6 separate regions of the Mus musculus genome follow, and regions 1, 2, 3, 4 and 6 are each linked to region 5. A link is a contact called in public Hi-C and promoter capture Hi-C data. All regions are on one chromosome and are shown on one strand. Each heading gives the region's core, a stretch centred on a gene start, on an enhancer-like site or on the middle of the called end of the contact. The rest is flanking DNA. Distances are from core to core; before and after follow the strand shown. Region 1 holds the start of Kyat3 (kynurenine aminotransferase 3). Region 2 holds the start of Gbp7 (guanylate binding protein 7). Region 3 holds the start of Pdlim5 (PDZ and LIM domain 5). Region 4 holds the start of 4930539J05Rik (RIKEN cDNA 4930539J05 gene). Region 5 holds the start of Eif4e (eukaryotic translation initiation factor 4E). Region 6 holds the start of Gtf2b (general transcription factor IIB).

Region 1 (2,977 bases), core at 131-2,630, 4.2 Mb before region 5:
CATTCACAACTCAGTTTAAACATGGTTAAAGTTTAGTGCTCTGAATTTACCACTCAAACTACCAAGTTACAAATCTGACCCATAGGAGGTATACAGACATAAAGAATAGTTGTGTTAGCAATCTGAAAACGTCAGGAACCTTCAGGTTACCTAAAAGCTCAAGAAAGATTTATCAGAGACAGCCTCTTGATAAATAACACTGCTCCCTTTATTTTCACCACATGCCATACCTGTTAGCCGGGTTCTAGAGTGTTTATAAAGTTCGCTAATTGCAACAGAGCGAGGTGAACAGGGTTCTAGCTTTCAAAGTACAGAGGCATTCAAGGCCATATGAAGAGGTGAAGCATGAATAAAAAACACAGTCAAGTTTATCAGCATAAGTGTTAAGAGGCATTATCAGCATAAGAGTTAAGAGGCACCATTCAAAACGGGCTTTAAGGCCGCGTGAAAGTGAGATTCTCTCACAAGGGAAGCGGTATGGTCACCTGATGCCGAAATTAGGGTACCGCACACAGGCAAAAGTTGAACAGATTTACAGGCTGGCTGGCTGCAGCCCTGAGCAAGCTTCCCGTGTGCCACCTACCTACCCAGCAGCCCATAGGTGGAACACTGAATGGAGGTGCTTAGGGGCGAGCGGCTCAGATCTACAAGAATGCTTGACCTTCAGACACCACCAATTAAGACTGCTTTTGTCTTTTGCAAAGCTCCGAAAAGATAATCTCAAGCTTCTGGTTTAACTGCTTTTCCAACCCTGAACTTTCGCCTTATCTGGGCTAGGGAGGTAGCTCAGTTAGTAGGGATGAAGCTCTGGGTTCCAACCTAGGCACCGAATAAAACCAGCAGCGGTGGCGCACACCTCTAATCTTAGCACTGGGTGTGTGGGTCGGGTGTGTGGGAGTGGAGATAGGAGGATTAAAAAGTTCCTTTGCCACAAAACTACTTCCAGAAGAAGAGACTGTCTCAAGAAACAAACACAAACATCTTTCACGGATGAACTGAAGTCAGTATTGCCCTTGCAAAGGTGCGTTCTAAACACCCAGACTACACAATCAAGAGTAAAAGGGACAAGGGTGGACTTTTCTCCAAAGAAAAGCCTGTCAACCCCAAGATAAATCCCACAGTCTCCGCTGTGGTCCGACCATGTGCCTAGTACGGGCGCTTCTCCTGCCCGCCGACCTCCCTTTGGCTCCCGGCTCCGCAAACTCTGTATGCCCCGGGCCGAGTCACCGCTCACTACGTCCCGCCCGCTTACATCGTTCTCCTGGTTCCAATGCGTCCCTGGCCTTAGTCCGGAGGTCGCTAGGTGTCGCCGGGGTTCCTGGCGGAATGCACTCGGGGATCCAGAAGCAGAGTGCAGCAGGAACCCTCCTGATTGTAGAGGAGGCGGGGTGGAGGCGGTTCGTGGCTCTGACCAGGGATTGGCTCCGGTATCAGGGCTAAGGCTACAGATTGGTTACGGATTTCTCCAATCGTGGCGCGCCCTGTGAGAGTGCACAAGAAGCTCCCAGGCTAGGGGACAGGGCGTGGCCTTGGCTGAGTATCCAGGAAAAAGTGGAAGTGTGCGACTGTTTGGAGCAGAACTGTTTTTAAATCTCCGCTGCGTGGATTCGAAGCAGGTTCTAGGAGAAAGACTTGAAAATGCTTGAGAGGCCGGCCTGTGTAGTTGTCTATGTGTTCCCTCTGATGGGGAGAGAGGAGGGAGAGGGAATCTTTCCTTCGGAACTGTAAAGTGATGCAGGACCTAAAAGGCGGAGGAAGTGACACTGAAGCGGGAGGACAAGCTGTTAAGAGCACAGCTTGGGGGTTAGATTTTCTTCCTCTTGCGTTTAAAGGAGTCGAGGTGTTGTAGTTCACGAGAGCGGCTGAACGCTGTACTCACGCCTGTAGGAAGGAACAAAAGCGGATTTGGTTGGATGCACTGACCTTGCCACAGTGAGCCAAGCGCTTCTGTATTTTGTTACGAACATTAAAGGTGCTCATTGTAAGCAAGGGCACAGGCAGGCTGCTGAACTGACCGACCCATGGTGGGAAGAAGATGTTTACCTAAGATATAGGAGAGAGAGAATAACTAGAGGATTTGGGGAAAGTCCAAAGCAGTTATGGGAAGAGAGCAGAGAGGCAGACTGGCAAGGGCTGTCTCTCCAGAGCAGAGGGAATAGCAGGAAAAACCTTGCGAGTTATAAAGAAAAACCGGTGGCTGCAGCTTCAGGTGTGTGTGTGTGTGTGTGTGTGTGTGTGTGTGTGTGTGTGTGTGTTTGTCCTGTGAATTGGAACAGCCTGGAAGTTTAGAATAGAAGGGGAGGAGGGCTTGAGAGCTCTGTGGCTTTGGTAGGCACTTTGTATCTTAATAGGCAAGTGGATTTTCCTGGCAGACAGAAGGTTTCAGAGGTCCTTAAGGATGAGGGTGAACTTTTGTCTCTCCCTGAAATTCTACAGTGGAGCTTGAGGTGAGGCAAGCCTTCATTTTGAACCCAGTCAGCGGGTCTGTCCATATTCGGGATTCTTGGAGTTTTCCCCTTTGGACCTAAAACTCATGACGATCTGGAATGGCTTTATCTGCAGTCGGTGTTCTGTTGATATTGCTGAGGTTGAATTGGGGAACATCGCAGTTCGTTCTCAAGGTTTTTGAGGCTAAGTGGCTGCTCGGTGTCCCTTTCCTTTCTCTCTCTTCTCCTTTTCACATACAACCATTACAGTAAGCTGCTAGTTTCTTATTTCAAAACACAGGGTATGTTTCATGACCACTGTGTTCCTAGTTTCTGATATAATTACACTGCCCACATGGTGGACTGCTGCCTTTACCGTTTCTTTGACTTGTGGTTTCCTTGCTCATTAGAATGTCAATTTGCTGGCTGCAGCCATCTTGGAGCAAAACATGGAATCTACAAGTTGAGTTTACTGTTCTTTGTTTGTCCTTTTGTTTTCAAGATAGGATCTCACTGTGCACCCTTGACTGTTTTAGCTACTTAGCCCATTG
Region 2 (2,920 bases), core at 33-2,532, 4.0 Mb before region 5:
GTCTTGGAGGTCATGCACACATGCTAAATGAATGCTCAGGAAGACTATAAACTGCCCAGTGGATCAGGGAATAAACACCAGATCCTATTACCAAAACTTCCCTGATAGAACCAACTTCCGCAATTCACCTTTTCTACACTGATAAATATCCTAATTGGGAAATACCAACTCTCAATTGATTAGTGGCATGTCATGATATAATGTATAAGGGGCACTCTGGGTGCTGTTTGTCCTCTGGTGGCATCTTAAAAACTGTAGGTGTTTCTTTACTTAGCATCAATTTAGAGTAGGTGTCGAATGGGAAACGTAAGCTCACCTTAATTCTGTGAAAGACAACAGTACCTTAATGACCAGTTCTATCTATATTAGGAAAATATTGATAGGCATGTTATTTCTCTTCTCTCTGCTCTCGTGCAGGTCTGGGTTACTGTCCCAACTAAGAAGCTTAAAATTCACAGTAAATAAGTAGAACTACATAGCTGCGATTGGTCATGTAAATTATCCATGGTCTCCAAAGGTGGCTCGAGCCACAGGGAAGACAGTAAAAAACTGCCTCCTCCGGAGATTTTTCACAAGCTCCAAAACTGGTCTGAAACCTTAGATGGACGACTTTGAAACAGTTCACAATACATGAAGGGGTTCAGGCTTTCCTGCTGTTTCTAACTTTTGACTGAGTACCCCATTGCAGAGCGCGAGAGTGCACTGGTAGCACAGCGGTGCACGGGGCGGGCGCAATTGGAAATTCTGTCTGACTCAACAAGGGAAGGCTATGTTTTCTGTTTCTTCAAGCCGAGCTGAGCTCACAGCGGCGGGAGTACCTGAGGACTATGGTAGATGAGGATTCTGGGGTTATGCCCTCTTACTTGGAAACAATGCAGGGGAATGGGTAGCCTGCGGGAGTGGGTAGCCCTGGGCTGATATTCCCGTAGGAACCGCTCACCACCCCACCCCATCCCCCACCATGCCTGGCTGTGGTGGCTGCTCGAGAGTGGTCGCACTTCCCACACTGAGCAACGCTGTCCACCCACCCTGAGGCCACCAAGCCGTCTCTGATCGCGGTCGTCCACCCTCCGGTGTCATCTTGCACCAAATGTGGAGTTTATGGCCTGGGACCTCGGGACCTCCCTGAAGCTCCTTAGGAGATGTGTACATTGGGTATGGAGTCTCAGGGAACTCACCAGCCTGCACCGGATTCTCTGCTACCTGGATTCAGCACCTTTAGGCTTGCTGCTGCGCCCGCCCCGATTCCTCCTGAAAGCTCTCTATTCTTAAACTCCAGAGTGAAACCGGATATTGCCTGCACTTAGTTGTGGGGATGGAGAACTGAAACTGAAACTGCACACACAGGCTTGTGCTGACTTTCTGAGAAGCTTCTGCTTTTCCTGGAAAGAAAACGGAATCTGTGGGGAACAAGTCCATAGTCTTCCCTGCCAGATGGGCGGCGGATGAAAACAAGTCGCTGATTCTCTAAATACTGACTTCTATTGGGAAATACAGAATGCTGCAACAGAAATGTGCCAGCTCCTGCCACTGGCTTATTCCAAGAGGTTGACACCAACGAGACGTTTTTACCTTAAAAAACGCGCAACTCGTGCATGATAGTAATACTGTACATATTAAAAAGGTAATGGGTTGTTTCTGTGCATTGGATACCTCATGTGATATATGATGCAGACTGGGTTAACATAGCTATCTCTTCAAACTGTTAACACTTCTTTTTTGAGATGTATGCCACAGTCACCATCATTTATCTTGCTGTGCAGCAGCACATATGAAAGTCTGGCTTCTCCCTTTTTCATGTCCCCTACGGGTTAGCTTGCTATGCCTTCTACTATATGGAGGTTTTTTTTTTTTTTGTTTTTTTTTTTTTTTTTGGCAAAACCGAAATGAATTACAACAGGTGTTTTGGGAAAGAAAGAAAAAAAGCTTTGTCTTAAGTGACTGTCCAGATGTCTGGTAACATACAACAGACTAAGCTGTCATCTTTGTTTGGTTAAATGTCTTGGTGCATTTTAAATTCACAAATATTCATGTCAGGGTGATTCTGTGATTGGAATGTAACCTCGTGTTGTGTTAAGGAACATCTACATACAGACCAGACTAGTGAAGTATCCATGTCTGATGCTTTCTTACAGGCCCCTCGGAATCATCTTTCTGAGCTAGGGAGGAGGTGGGGCTTGGTCAGGCCTGAGAACCATCATGTAGTGTGTCCTCAGGTTATCCTTCAGGTGGGAACATCAATTTGATTCCCATCTGTTAGTTTGACTGAGGTAAATTTCTCCCATAGAACAAAGTTAAGTGTGAACTCTGTGGAATAGCAGTTGTCAGACTCAAGGCTAGGACACGAATGCACTTCATTGCAGTAACGCTGGATGAACTAGGCATGTCTGGAGTCAGGGCACGGGGCAGACACTTAAGTGTTAAAGCTTTCACAACCCTCTCTTTTATGTTGCTTTTTAAAAGACATAATGGATCTATTTCAGATGGACCTGCTGTGAGGATTTGTATATGCTCAGCCTAGAAAGTGGCACTATTAGAAGGTGTGGCCCTGTTCAAGTAGGTGTGGCCTTTTTGGAGTGGGTGTGTCACTTTGGGTGTGGGCTTTAAGACCCTCATCCTATCTCCCTGGAAGTCAGTATTCTGCTAGCAGCCTTCAGATGAAGATGTAGAATTCTCAGCTCTGCCTGTACCATGCCTGCCTAGATGCTACCATACTCCCACCTTCATGATAGTGGACTGAACATCTGAACCTGCAAGCCAGCCCCATTTAAATGTTGTCCTTTATAAGAGTTGCGTTGGTCATGGTGTCTGTTCACAGTAACAAAACCCTAACTAAGACACCTGGAGCACAATGAGACCTCCCTGAAATCATCAGGAATAATGACCCAACATGTGGGAAATGCTGTAATAATGGGAGTTC
Region 3 (2,963 bases), core at 452-2,951, 3.9 Mb before region 5:
CAATTCATGCAAGAATTAAGCAGTTACTTAACCTGCTGATAGTTCCCAGGCTTTGGACTGGAGTGGGAAGGGAGAAGGTTGAAGGCCTGGTTTGCAATTAGGACTAAAACTTAAGGTACATTTGGGCCACCCTATCTACTCTCAGCTCTTTCCTCATCATCTCAGGATGCTGATTCTCTGATGCTATGGTTCAAACCTTGGTAATGAAATAGCATTGATCTAGTTTGATTTTTACTGTATCAGCACCAAGCAGATGAGGGGGTGAAGAGAAGAACGTTATAAGGTAACACAGGCAAGTGACTTGTCACAAGTGGAACTGTCTATCATGTGTTATAGAATCTGTTGCAACTTTCATTTGTAAACATTGTGACTAAGGCTGGTATTCATCCTATGAAGGCAACTGTAAGGCTGACTCTTTGCTTTGCAGGGGATATCTGTTTACATGTAACCATTCTTAACCATTTACTTTGGAATGATCTATGAAACAGAACCCTAAAACACACTAGACAAATCCCACATTAGAAAAATTCTTCCCTGCAAACTAGTTTTCCTTTTAGAATGTAATACAATCAACAACTGGCCAACAAAATATGCAAGTCACATCCATGTTAAACTTTCTAGTATATACATTAAAAAATGAAAATAAGTTGTAATAATGTTTTAAATAGGCAGATAATATCAACATATAATCAACATACCTATTTTTTAAATTTATAACATTTTAAAAACCTGGTCCATATATGTCAACTTGGCCACTAAACATCCAACTGTACAGTGAAATGTAGTCCTACTGAAGCTTCTATTTAATGGAAATCCTATCCTACTCATGTATAAATTTAGATTCATAACAATGATATAAAACATTTTTACAATGAGTTAAATAGACATATGTGGCCAGTGGCTACTATTTGAACAACTTTGAACCTACTTTAGGAGTTTGCTTGTACCTCTAGAGCAGACTCCAGACTCAGGGACTTCGGTTGAGGTTTATTTTTGTTTGATACACCACTTGGTTAACACTTGTGCTTTTAATATTTTAAAAGTTTCTTTTCGAGTATTCGTTAAACATTACTAACGTTTGCTTGTGAATAAATTCTCTGGGCAAAACCAAACAACTTTACAGAAGTAGGTAAATGTGCTGTTAATTTGGAATTAGAAAAATAAGCTGAGGATACAGTGGCTGAATCACTTTTGGCCACTGCTTTGTATGGCTGTCCTTTAGCTTGACGACAGATTTAACTTCTGCATATTAGGGTTAGCGATTTTCACCTTCCTGACAAGCAAACTTCAGAGTTTGCACTTCTCGAGAGTATACAGAGGTCTTTCACAAAAGCAGGCGGTAGTCGCTGAACTTGCACCGGCAGAGATTTAGCTAAAGCCCTTTTCTATTTTCAGCCAGACCAACTGCGGGTCAATTCAAGTTTCTGCAGAGTGAAAAACGCCGAAATACAAAACAGAGAAGCGGAAGGCTAGATCTTTGCCAGGTACCAGTCCAAGACTACACCCCGGAGACTACGCCCACCGAAACTCCACAGGGGCAATTGTTTTTTGTGGCGGCGGCAGCCGGTCCCAGCAAGTCACAGAGCACAACAGGGAGACTCCACTGCCTTCTAAGCCCTGAGCGACGTGGCCCCGCCCAGCCCGGACCATGGGGGCGTGACCATTAGGGGAGGGGCGTGGCCAGCCTTGGGGCGAGGCGGGGCGAGCGCGGAGGCGGAAGTTCCCCACCGGCTTGAGAGGGACGGCGCAGGCACCGCGAGCCACTTGTCAGCGCTGGTCTGAGGCGGAGGGTGCGCCGCGCCGGTCAGGAGGTGAGTGGCCGCGGGAGGCGGAGGAGCACGTCCTGGTCCGCGAGGGAACAGGAGGAGAAGCGGGTGACGGGGTGCGGCGCGTGGAGGGGCGCGGGACGAGAGGAGGACGGGGCGAGCGTGTCCCCGGGAGCCGCTGCTCCTCAGGTGCTCCCGGTGCGCGCCGAGGTGTGAGAAGCGCCCGGGGCAGGGCGGCGCGCGGCGGGACTGAGCGCCCGGAGCCGGGGCTCTCGGGGACCGGCGCTCCGGAGAGCCGGGCGCACCAGGGGGCGCCCGCCGAGCCGGAGGGCAGGCGGCGAAGGGCAGCACCTCGGCCTGGGGCGCGCCAGCCCCCAGGGAAGCTCCGGCGAGCCGAGAGTGTGCGCCTGCACGGGAAAGCGGCGCAGTTTTGTTTGCTGGCTCCCAGGCTACGGAGAAGCGTGTATTTCCCCCTCCCTGAAATATGTGCAGTTGTGTAACCTGTGAGGGTTACACGTCGGTGCGTCCAGAAGGAAAGCCCACTTAGATCAGTCGCGGTCGCCAGTTTTTATGAAACTGGTGTATACTTGGGGCTTGGGTCAGACTGAGCTTCAGCCCCGTTTGACAATGAGTGGAAAGAGGAAGGGCGTATGGACTGGGCAGAACTTGGAAAGAAAATTCGTGACTGGGCTGGGCAGGTCTAGGGTGTGATCGCCAGATCCTATCCCAGGTCCGCCTTCTTGACCCGAGGACGTCTGAACCCGCCTGCTACGGAAACTGCTAGCTGGGGAACCTTATTTGGCCAACAGGGCTAGGCGTGAACCCAAGCTGGGAAACGTCTCATCCCTCAGCCTTAGTGCTTTAGTCCTCCCACCATTCTATCTCAGGAAGGGGAGAAAGAATCTCTAGGTTGTCTTAATTGAAGGGCTCCTCACTTGTAGGTCTCTCCCGGTTACGCACACCAAGGAAACTCGCACACAAGTGTGGGAAACCACTTTTAGCCTCCCTCACTAGCAGTAGATGGAAGGTATTATTTATGCTGTCCCTAAAAGAAAATCCAAAGCTCTACAGAAATTCCAACGTTTTTACATGTTTGAAAGCAGAATAAGCTGTTATTTCCTGCCTGCTTGGTTGGTATTTTAGCATTTGGGCACTAATAACCACATGGGGGAGACTTGGAAAAAGCCAATAAAAATA
Region 4 (2,978 bases), core at 429-2,928, 3.1 Mb after region 5:
CACCTCCTCCCAACCCTACTTACTCTTGTGTAACTGCCCAGATTTGGTTAAGCTTCTGAACAGACTTCGTCACCACATTTTAGCGAACTGAGGTATGTTTGTCATACCCAGACTCTCAGTCAAGTTTGGAACAAAACGTTTTTCATCTGTTACATTCCTTTCTTTTGAATGCCAATAAGCCTTAGCAGCTGTAATAAGTTTTGAAGAACCAAGACTAGGAAGCAGCACCATGACATTAGCCGAGGGCCTGTACACAATTCTACTTCCCAAACCTGACTCTTAGGCAAAAAACCGAGGAGCCTAATAGCCACGCTCCCTCACCCATACTTACAGATTCTAGTGAAAAAAGCTAACATTTCGCTTACCCAAACCATTCAGTTCCCTATCTTACAGCTCATTTCAAAGTGCACCTGCCTTTCCTTAACCCAAGAAAAGGTATTTTCAGAATTGTATCCACCACCAGACCCACGCTTTTTTTCCTCTGGGCCCCAAGCCTCCTTTCTTCCCACAACCCTGTCCGCACCATTTAGTCCAAACTGCTCACCTTATTAATCCGTTTCAGCGCCATAGTCTGTGCTTTTCGCCGGGCTCCTCACTATCCCGAGGTGTACTCAAAGGTCCGGCCAAAATTCTTGATTATCCCGGCGGCGGGGAAGGGTTGTCTCTTCTTCTCACACCGGCTCTGCCAGACACAGGCGCCTTTTTGCAAAAACGGAGCAGGTCAGCGACTCGCCAGGGCCTCGGAGAAACCCTGCTGACTCCAGAACCCTGAAAACCGCCGCGATCCCGGCAGGGCGGGGCGGGGTGGCGGAGCCACCAGCTACCGAGATCCGCGCTTCGCCCCAGAGAGGGCGAGAGGGTGACGGGAAGCGCCGAGAGGTGGTTACAAGTTTAACTTCCCGGCCTCTTGAAAGGAAGACGAGCCCCGGGTGGGAGAGGAAGAGGCGGAGGAGAAAGGGGTGGGTGCGGGGCAGGGTCCAGAGCCGGGCAGAGGAGGAGCCGGGGCCTAGTCGGCGCTAGGCCGGCGTCACTCGGGCAGAGAAAGGCAAGGGGGAGGGGAGCGGGCGGCTCCGGACCGACGCCGGGCTCCTTTCGGTTTCGGCTCCAAGGGACAGCGAGCCAGCACAAGGCAATGGGCCCCGGGTGCGCTCCCGTCCCCACGGCGAGGGCTGTTCTGGGTCGCCCCTGACACCACCGTACTCTCCGCCTCGCAGCGCGCTCCTGCGTGCGCGCGCCCGCCCGCTCGCTCGCCCGCCACCTCGCCACCACGCGCCCGGCGGCCGCGGAGCTCCGGCGCGAGGACGCGCCCATGCCCCCTCCCCCTGCGGCCGGGCCCCGGCTCCGCCGCCGGCCTCTCCCCACCCTACCCCACCCAGCCGCGAGGGCTGCCCGCTCGGGCCGCCCACAGCCCCCCGGGCACCGCGCCGGCCCCGGCCCGTCTCCCTCCCCTTTCCCGAGCTGTCCACACCCACGCGTACAGAGGGCCGGGGCCTCCCTCGAGCTGCGGCCTCGGCCTCCTCCCCGCGCGGCAGCTGGTGCCTCCCCGGCCCTACGGGGCTCACGCGCACGGCACAGCCACAAGATGTCCGCTCTGACGGAACTACTGCCAGCTGCCACGCTCCGCCCCTCCCCCCGCCTATTCACCGCCGCGTATCCGTCCGCCAACGCCGCCGTCGCGAGCGCGGGGCGAGCCGAGGGGTTCAGGGGGGAGCGGTTTGCTTCCCTCGCTCGGGCCGAGTGGACGTGCCGCCCGCTTGCCGTCTCCCTGTCGGAACAGCACCTTCTCGCTAAAGCGATCGGAGGTCGGGCCGGGAGGGCGGGGGACGGAGGCGGGTCATGGGCTGAGGGGGAGGGTAGGCGAGTGGCGGAAACCCTTAAATTCAGAGAAGCATCGAGAACCGGAAGGAGACCTTAGGAGGAAGGTAATGGAAGCGGCAGCTGCGCGGTCGAGGCCCCACGCCCCTCCCTGAGTGGCCCCCCGTTTCCTCACTTGGGATGGAGGTGGCGGATCTCGCGAGAACCTCGTGGCAGGCTCGCAGCAGCTCCGGGTCTGCAATGACTTAAGGGCAGTTTTGTGCTCTCTTCCTGGCTCGGGACCCGCCCCCAAATCCGCAAGTTATCGCGAGATGCGCCGGCAACCCCCCCCCTGGGCTCTTACTGGGCGGGTCTTGCGAGGGAAGCACCGCCCCTGAGTGCTTATGCTAGTGGGCGGGGGAGGAAATGGAATTCCCCCGACCGGCCGGCCGTCGCGCGCCGACACGGCCCTCCCCCGGGCGTCCAATCGGGGAGGTGCTGTGGGCGGGGCCGCGGGGTGACTAGATGCCTTAGTCAAGGTGGAGCCGGTTCACGGCTTCTGCCGGCCCAGGTGATGGAGATTTCTTCCCGTGCTCCTCAGAGAGGGCTGAGCAGCGCGAAGAAGCTCCCCTCAAATTAGGAACAGCAAATTAAAAGATCCAGGCTGAGTGCTGATCGCACCGCCAAGTGCGGACACATGCGCGTTGTTAACCCCGAGGGGCCAATCTGAGAGCAGCGGCCTGCAGGGTTCTGCGTTTGCATAGCCTTAACAATACAGCTTTATTGTGATCGGATTGGGTAGAGCCTTAGGTATGGAACCGCAAGAGGAATATCCTAGAATCGTCTTTTCCTTCTGCTGTTTCAGTTTTTGAGCCCCAAAGTGACAAAATACTAGGGAATCGGTCTGGATTAAATCCTGGGGGTGAGATCTGTTAAGTGTGCCACTGCCCTGTTTTAGTCTGCCCTGCATAAAATGTAGAGGGCCGTTTGTCATCGAGAGTACTCTTTGGGTAAAAAGTAAGACTTTAACTTTTGAAAGACATTCAAAAAGATCAATATGTTTAGGTTTTCTAGCATCCTTAAACGACCCTACTTAAAGTGGAGGTCCTTCAGGACTACGTGGAAATAATTTGAATTTTGAGAACCTGTTGCAGGCAATATTCCGCAAGTAAAATGATAAAAGT
Region 5 (2,885 bases), core at 138-2,637:
CGCCCGCCGCATCGCGGCCCCGCGCGGCGCCCCTCCCCCCACCGCCCCGGTGCCCGGGCCCCCACACGGCGTGTGCGCTCCACGCTGCCGCCGCCAGCCTCCCGGCGCCGAGGCTGCCCGCCGAAGGTCAGGCCGGGGGCGGGCAGGGACCGGACGCGGCGGGAGGCGCCGTGCGCGCCGGTAACGCCGTCCTGCGGGAGTCCCTGAGCGGAGGAAGCCGGAGCGCGGGGAGCTCGGGGGTGGGGGCCGAAGGCAATACTCACCGGTTCCACAGTCGCCATCTTAGATCGATCTGATCGCACAACCGCTCCTGAAGGGGGGGCGAGAGGAAAAAAATGAGATTCAAACCGGATTGGCCGGCTCCTGCCCACGTGACGGACGTGTCCGTTTGGCCCTAGCGGCGCCTGCGCAAGACTGCAGCTGCTTGGGGAAGGAGAGGCTTCTGGGAAGTGGAGTCTTTTTTTTTTTTTTTTTTTTTTTTTTTCTTAAGGCAAGAAGTTTTTTTTTTTCTTCCAAAAAAAAAAAAAGTGATCACGTGGTCGCTGGCGAGGGTGCGTGGCTCCCGGCGCCGCGGGCGCTTCCTGCCGAGTTGGATTTAGGCCTCTGCTGGGCAGCGGGCAGAGCTCCGGTTGCACTCACTGCGGGGCATTCCTGCTGTGCCTTCTGTCGCCCAGTCCTCCCATCTTTCCTAGAAGGTTGAGAACTGCAGGCTCAGCACACGCAAGAAGGCTTCATTTGCTTAGCTGAGGTCCTAAGACAAGTTGCTTTTTATTTAGTTTTTCTTTTCGCCTCCCACCATTTTCTCTTGGTTTCTGAAAGAGGCGGCGATGGAGAGTCGTTGATGTGGTCTGCGTCTCCCCAGTCCCCGGTCCACTAACGCGGGTGGTCCCTTGCTACCATCGCTGCCCAAGCGGGTGGGCGGGCTTGCCCCACGGTACCCTCTCACTCGTTTGGGGAAGGGGAGTGCACGCGTCGGCTTTTCCTGTTCCCAGTCCTGAGATGAAGGCGTCAGGGGTGAATCTTGCTGGACGTGAAAGTTTGGAAGTTCTGTCCAATCGGTTCCAGTATTCTGCTTGGACGTGGACGGAAATAGCCTACGTCCAGGTGCCAGCCAGGGAAGCCACTCGGGGCTCCGCTGACTCAGCCCTGGACTGAAGGTCAGGAGTCGTTAAACCGGGTCAACTATGACTCTTGACGTTGACTCATACTCCTTAGGCGAGTGACTTAATACGCTCAGTGCCTCAACTTTTTCATTTATGAACCAAAGATGATAATACACTTACCTCACAAGGGTGTGCTGTGGTAAGGACTGTAACCAGCTTTGAAAACGCTTCGGAATCTAGAAGCAAGCGCGTGCCTTCCTTAAGGACCAGCTCCCTCCGCCTCCGCTGCTGTTTTAGCAATCTTGCTTCTTGACCCTGGGTCTTTTGAAGCGCAGGATGGCCTTGAACTTGAGGTATAGGGGAGGATGGCCTTGAACTGTCGATCCTCCTGCTTCCACCTCCCCCCCACAAAGTATCGGGATTACTGGCGCGTGCTGGGCGTGGGGGTGGGTTGGGAGAGCACTTTTTTGCTGAGATAGGGATGGAACTCAGGGCTTCCTGAGCGCTAGGCAAGCACTCTACCAACTGAGCTATATCCCCAAGCCTTAACAGTGTCTTAAAATTTTCTTTTCTTTACTTTGTTGCGTACACCGATGCAGTTTTAAAGGGAATGTAGCTGCTCTCAACAGAAACTTCGTGTTCATGAACTTATGTTCATAACAACTAACAAACAGAACTGGCATGCTACATTTTCTTCTAAGTTACCAGGCCGTCAAAGCACTGTTGGGTAAAGTTCCTAATGAGGGAGCCAGGATCTCATGGCTTCCACGCAGCTTAAAAATGTTACCGCCAGGAAAAGCAGTGTAAGCAGGCTATCTCGTGTCTGCCTCTCCATGGCATTGCTGTTGTCCAGAGCTGTGTCATAGCTATTATTGAGTACATAATGGATGCTTGGGTTGACTAACACATAATTGAGGCTGTGTAAGAACTCAAAGCCAGTGCCTGCTCGTGTTTTTGTTTACCAGGATGGCAGAAGTGATTTTAAACGAAAGCTTCTGTTTAAGTTGGCGTGAGTAGATTCTCAAGTAGACATAGCTCTATGAACTAAACACATAGGTGAATTTCTATGTACAAATCTGTTAACACTAACCAAAGTAATTATAATTGACCCCTTATTTTCTGTTGTCTGTAAAGTGATGTCTGGTTAATTTCTATGAGAAGACAGCATTAGGGTGCTGAGTTGTAGCTCAGTTGATAGAGTGTTCATCCAGCCTAGATTCCCCCCAACACCACATAAACCCAGCATGCTGGAGGATCAGGACTTTAAATTCAGTGACATGGCAAGTTCTAGGCCACCCAAAGAAACAGGAGAATCTCTATCCAAAGAAAGGAAAAAGACAACCTAAATATCCTGTTTTGAGCTTCAGGGTTGGTTACAGCACAAACCAATCCATTGGCAAGAAAGTATCCTGACAAGCCTGAAAACCACCAATATAAAGTTTTTGTTTAAAATGACATTTGATTGTTTTTTTTTTTTTAACCTTCTTCCTCTGTTGTCAGTGAAGACTCATATTTTGGGCTACAGGTATAACTCAGGGGTAGAATGTTTGCCTAGCTTGCTTAAGATTCAGGATCCAGCCGGGCGTGGTGGCACACACCTTTAATCCCAGCACTCAGGAGGCAGAGGCAGGTGGATTTCTGAGTTTGAGGCCAGCCTGGTCTACAGAGTGAGTTCCAGGACAGCCAGGGCTACACAGAGAAACCCTGTCTCAGAAAAAAAACAAACAGAACAAAAAAAGACTCAGGATCTACTTCCTAGTACCCCTGTGTTCCCACAAAGAC
Region 6 (2,854 bases), core at 277-2,776, 4.2 Mb before region 5:
CCAGTGCCAATGCTTAGTGCCTACATGCCGCCCTCAAGGTATGACAAACTCTCAGGCAACTTCTCTCTATTCACACTGCTGGCAAAACTTGATAGCAACAGGAATGACACAGACTTAAGAGCTGGATGAGGGCCGGGCAGATCTACAACCCCACAGTTTTCAAGGTGGAGACAGAAGATTCGAGACCACTAACTCAAAATCAAACACTAGCTGTCCAGAAAAGAAATTAATTTCAAGGGATTTTTTTAAGTGAAGAAAAGTTTAAAAACTGTAACCAGTGATTTTACTATGTGTACTATTTAAACACTACAACTTGTGTTTCAAGAATACAGGAGTTCCTTTTCCCTAAGATGGTAAGCTGTGCCTACATATGAACACATCACCCATGGGAAATTTCAATAGTATTTGGGGAAGCTGAAGGTTCCTATGTCGCTACAAGGAAGCCTTACGTGACAAAACCACACCCAGATGGAATGATTAAATCATAATTAATCTAATTAAATCATAAAATCAGTAAACAAGATTGCCCATTGCTTCCACGCAAGAAGTTCACGAGGCTTCCTATGCCCACCTCCCACTTTTTATAATAAACAGCAGACTTGGAGGTTCCCAGAAAGGCCAAGTTTCTGTAAATAATGGCTTCCCCCGGTGACGTTTACCAATTCCACACATAGTAACCACCTCCGAAAAAAAAAAAAAAGTGCCAAAAGAACAGAACTTAATTTGATACTTTCTGTACATTCTGTGTTAACTGGAGACCAGTGGACGGATAATCAGAATAGGTATAGTGGCCCGCGAAAGGTCAACACGCTGGCATGACTCAGTTTACACATATGCCAGTATACTAATATCTACCTCATAGTGGTTACAAGAGATATAATTAGGGTCTGCAAAGCATTTTGGAGGTCACAAGATTAAAGGCTGTCTCTGCGGTCACAACACGCATTTCCTGTAGATATTAAGCAAACTACGTTTTAAAAATACATTTAAAATGACTTCCAGCATATGTAATTAATTTTCTGCAGACAGCATCTCCTTCAGAGTACGCAATGATACTTTTCGGGGTGGGGACAGGGGGTCTTTTAGGAGAATGAATCAAGTCTCCGTATGTGCTTTCGTTTCCACTTCTGGGGGGGCCATTGGGCTAGCGACCCTTTGCCACCAGACAACCAATGCTGACGTTTCTCAACTTTGCGGTTGTCAGATCGATAGGGACCTGGAACGTCGCTTTTCCAGCTCTTCGGAAACGGGGTTTCAGCCCCCTCCGGCTGGATGGGCCGTAAGGGAGAAAATACACAGAAAACATCAACATGACACAAAGACGGTTGAAGGGTCCGGAGACGGAGGCCGGGGCCGTGCGGATCCGCAGGGTCAAACCCGGGCGGCGATGACTCAGGTGGGTAAGGGACACCCGCGGCGGCCTTCTGGAGGAACCTGGGCCCCGCGATGCCCTGCTCCACTCGCTCCGAGGCCGTTGCACTCACCGGCTGGTCGACGCCATCTTCGCGGCTCCGCCAACAGCTCCGTCCGAAGCAGGAAGCAGCACTGGCTCCTAGACGCCCCGAGCCGGGCTTTTATGCGCGAGTCGCTCGCGCGCACTCCGCGCGGCTACGGGTCGGGAGGAGGGCTAAAAAGCGCTCGGTCCTTGACGACGCGGGCTGTGTACTTCCTGGTTGTCTCCGCTGCTGCTGCGTGGCTCCCGGCTGCTGGTTGATTGGCAAAATCTTCAAAGCCTGGCGGGATAGCACACCCCTTTGATCTCCGGAGGCAGAGGCTGGAGGATCTCTGTGAGTTTAGAGGAACCTGATCCACACAGGGTGCTCCAGAACAGCCAGGAGGAGGGAGAGAGAGATAAAGAGAGAGAGACAGACAGACAGACAGACACAGACACACACAGTCTCAAACAAATCAAAACAAAAAATCAACCCAAGAAGACTCAGAATGTGCTGCGCCTGAGCTAGCTCTCAAACAGAGGAAATTAAAATGGGAGTTGCCTCCTCGGGTGATACTCTCAAGTATTCCTGCACCAAGAAGGTAGGAGGATCTGGAGTTAGACCTCGTCTCAAACAAAAAACACCTTTAAATAAACAAACACACAAAATAACCAACACACAAGGAAACCAGGTTGGTTGAAAGGGGCAAAGCGCTCGCACCAAATTCCTTTCCTTTATTTTCAAGTCAGTTTTCCCTATCTGATTGAATGTCTCATTTGCCCTGACTAAAGAATTTGGAATAAAAAGAGAAATTAGTTGTTGTCTTCAGGAGTAGGTATCAATTCAAGCTCTGTCATTGGCCAACATGATTCAAAGTTCCTACATGTCCTTTATCTCAACAGTGTAGGCATGGAGGGTATCTGGCTCACAAACCCTTCTAGAATTGCAAGAGACAGCCCTGCTATGACCCATGTTGTTGTTGTTCCCCAATCATCATCGAATATTTGACTGAAAACCGAGTATAGGAAATGTAATAAAACAGCTAACGTCTATACAAGGGCCTCACAAGGCAGGTCTTGGGGGTCACCCTTGTAATTCTAGAAGTTAGGGTGCAGAGGTGGGAGGTCATGAATCCCAAGCCAGCCTGACCTGCAGAACAAGACCTTGTCTCAGCTCCCGTCCTCTTACCTTAAGGCAACAGTGCTACTTTCTTGTAAATAAACCATTCCCAACAAAGTCTGAATTAAGGTAACTGCAAGTTGGGTGTCTTCCACTGAGATGAAAACTCAGTAAGCATTTTATTTGTTAATGGAAATCAAATGCCATTAAGCAGACATTTGTTGAAGTGGGAATTTCTGGTTTTGTTAGGGACTCAGTTGTATCATGTGATGTTTTTCTGGAAACTGTCTTATGTAACGGTG

What was found. Promoter capture Hi-C pulls out the DNA fragments that hold promoters and counts their contacts. Hi-C and Micro-C count contacts between places; a contact is called where the count stands out from the background.
Region 1: a promoter capture Hi-C map of pre-B cells shows a contact between it and region 5. The contact joins the promoter of Kyat3 here to the promoter of Eif4e in region 5. A contact is called at or near these places in 2 of 39 promoter capture datasets (liver and pre-B cells).
Region 2: a contact with region 5 is called in a promoter capture Hi-C map of liver, with 2.4 times the contacts expected there. The contact joins the promoter of Gbp7 here to the promoter of Eif4e in region 5. A contact is called at or near these places in 2 of 39 promoter capture datasets (liver and pre-B cells).
Region 3: a contact with region 5 is called in a promoter capture Hi-C map of pre-B cells. The contact joins the promoter of Pdlim5 here to the promoter of Eif4e in region 5. A contact is called at or near these places in 3 of 39 promoter capture datasets (the C10 cell line, cranial neural crest and pre-B cells).
Region 4: a promoter capture Hi-C map of pre-B cells shows a contact between it and region 5. The contact joins the promoter of 4930539J05Rik here to the promoter of Eif4e in region 5. A contact is called at or near these places in 2 of 39 promoter capture datasets (cranial neural crest and pre-B cells) and 1 of 484 Hi-C or Micro-C datasets (CD4 T cells).
Region 6: a Hi-C map of CD4 T cells shows a contact between it and region 5, with 4 times the contacts expected there. The contact joins the promoter of Gtf2b here to the promoter of Eif4e in region 5. A contact is called at or near these places in 1 of 39 promoter capture datasets (pre-B cells) and 1 of 484 Hi-C or Micro-C datasets (CD4 T cells).

What each region holds. Positions count from the first base shown.
Region 1 is chr3:142,699,451-142,702,427 of GRCm38.p6, reverse strand. Kyat3 (kynurenine aminotransferase 3) reads right to left here and starts at 1,380. Exons shown (of 14, transcript NM_001293560.1): 1 at 1,253-1,380.
Region 2 is chr3:142,528,698-142,531,617 of GRCm38.p6, reverse strand. Gbp7 (guanylate binding protein 7) reads right to left here and starts at 1,282. Exons shown (of 11, transcript NM_001083312.2): 1 at 1,179-1,282.
Region 3 is chr3:142,394,434-142,397,396 of GRCm38.p6, reverse strand. Pdlim5 (PDZ and LIM domain 5) reads left to right here and starts at 1,701. Exons shown (of 13, transcript NM_019808.3): 1 at 1,701-1,811.
Region 4 is chr3:135,437,365-135,440,342 of GRCm38.p6, reverse strand. It overlaps 4930539J05Rik (RIKEN cDNA 4930539J05 gene), which reads left to right and starts at 1,678. Exons shown (of 3, transcript NR_030689.1): 1 at 1,678-1,922. It overlaps Ube2d3 (ubiquitin-conjugating enzyme E2D 3), which reads right to left and starts at 1,217. Exons shown (of 7, transcript NM_001356597.1): 1 at 545-1,217. The coding sequence starts at 568.
Region 5 is chr3:138,524,693-138,527,577 of GRCm38.p6, reverse strand. Eif4e (eukaryotic translation initiation factor 4E) reads right to left here and starts at 1,387. Exons shown (of 8, transcript NM_007917.4): 1 at 1,284-1,387; 2 at 264-310. The coding sequence starts at 281. It overlaps Mir1956 (microRNA 1956), which reads right to left and starts at 1,157; the gene lies at 1,093-1,157.
Region 6 is chr3:142,763,919-142,766,772 of GRCm38.p6, reverse strand. Gtf2b (general transcription factor IIB) reads right to left here and starts at 1,526. Exons shown (of 7, transcript NM_145546.1): 1 at 1,485-1,526. The coding sequence starts at 1,501.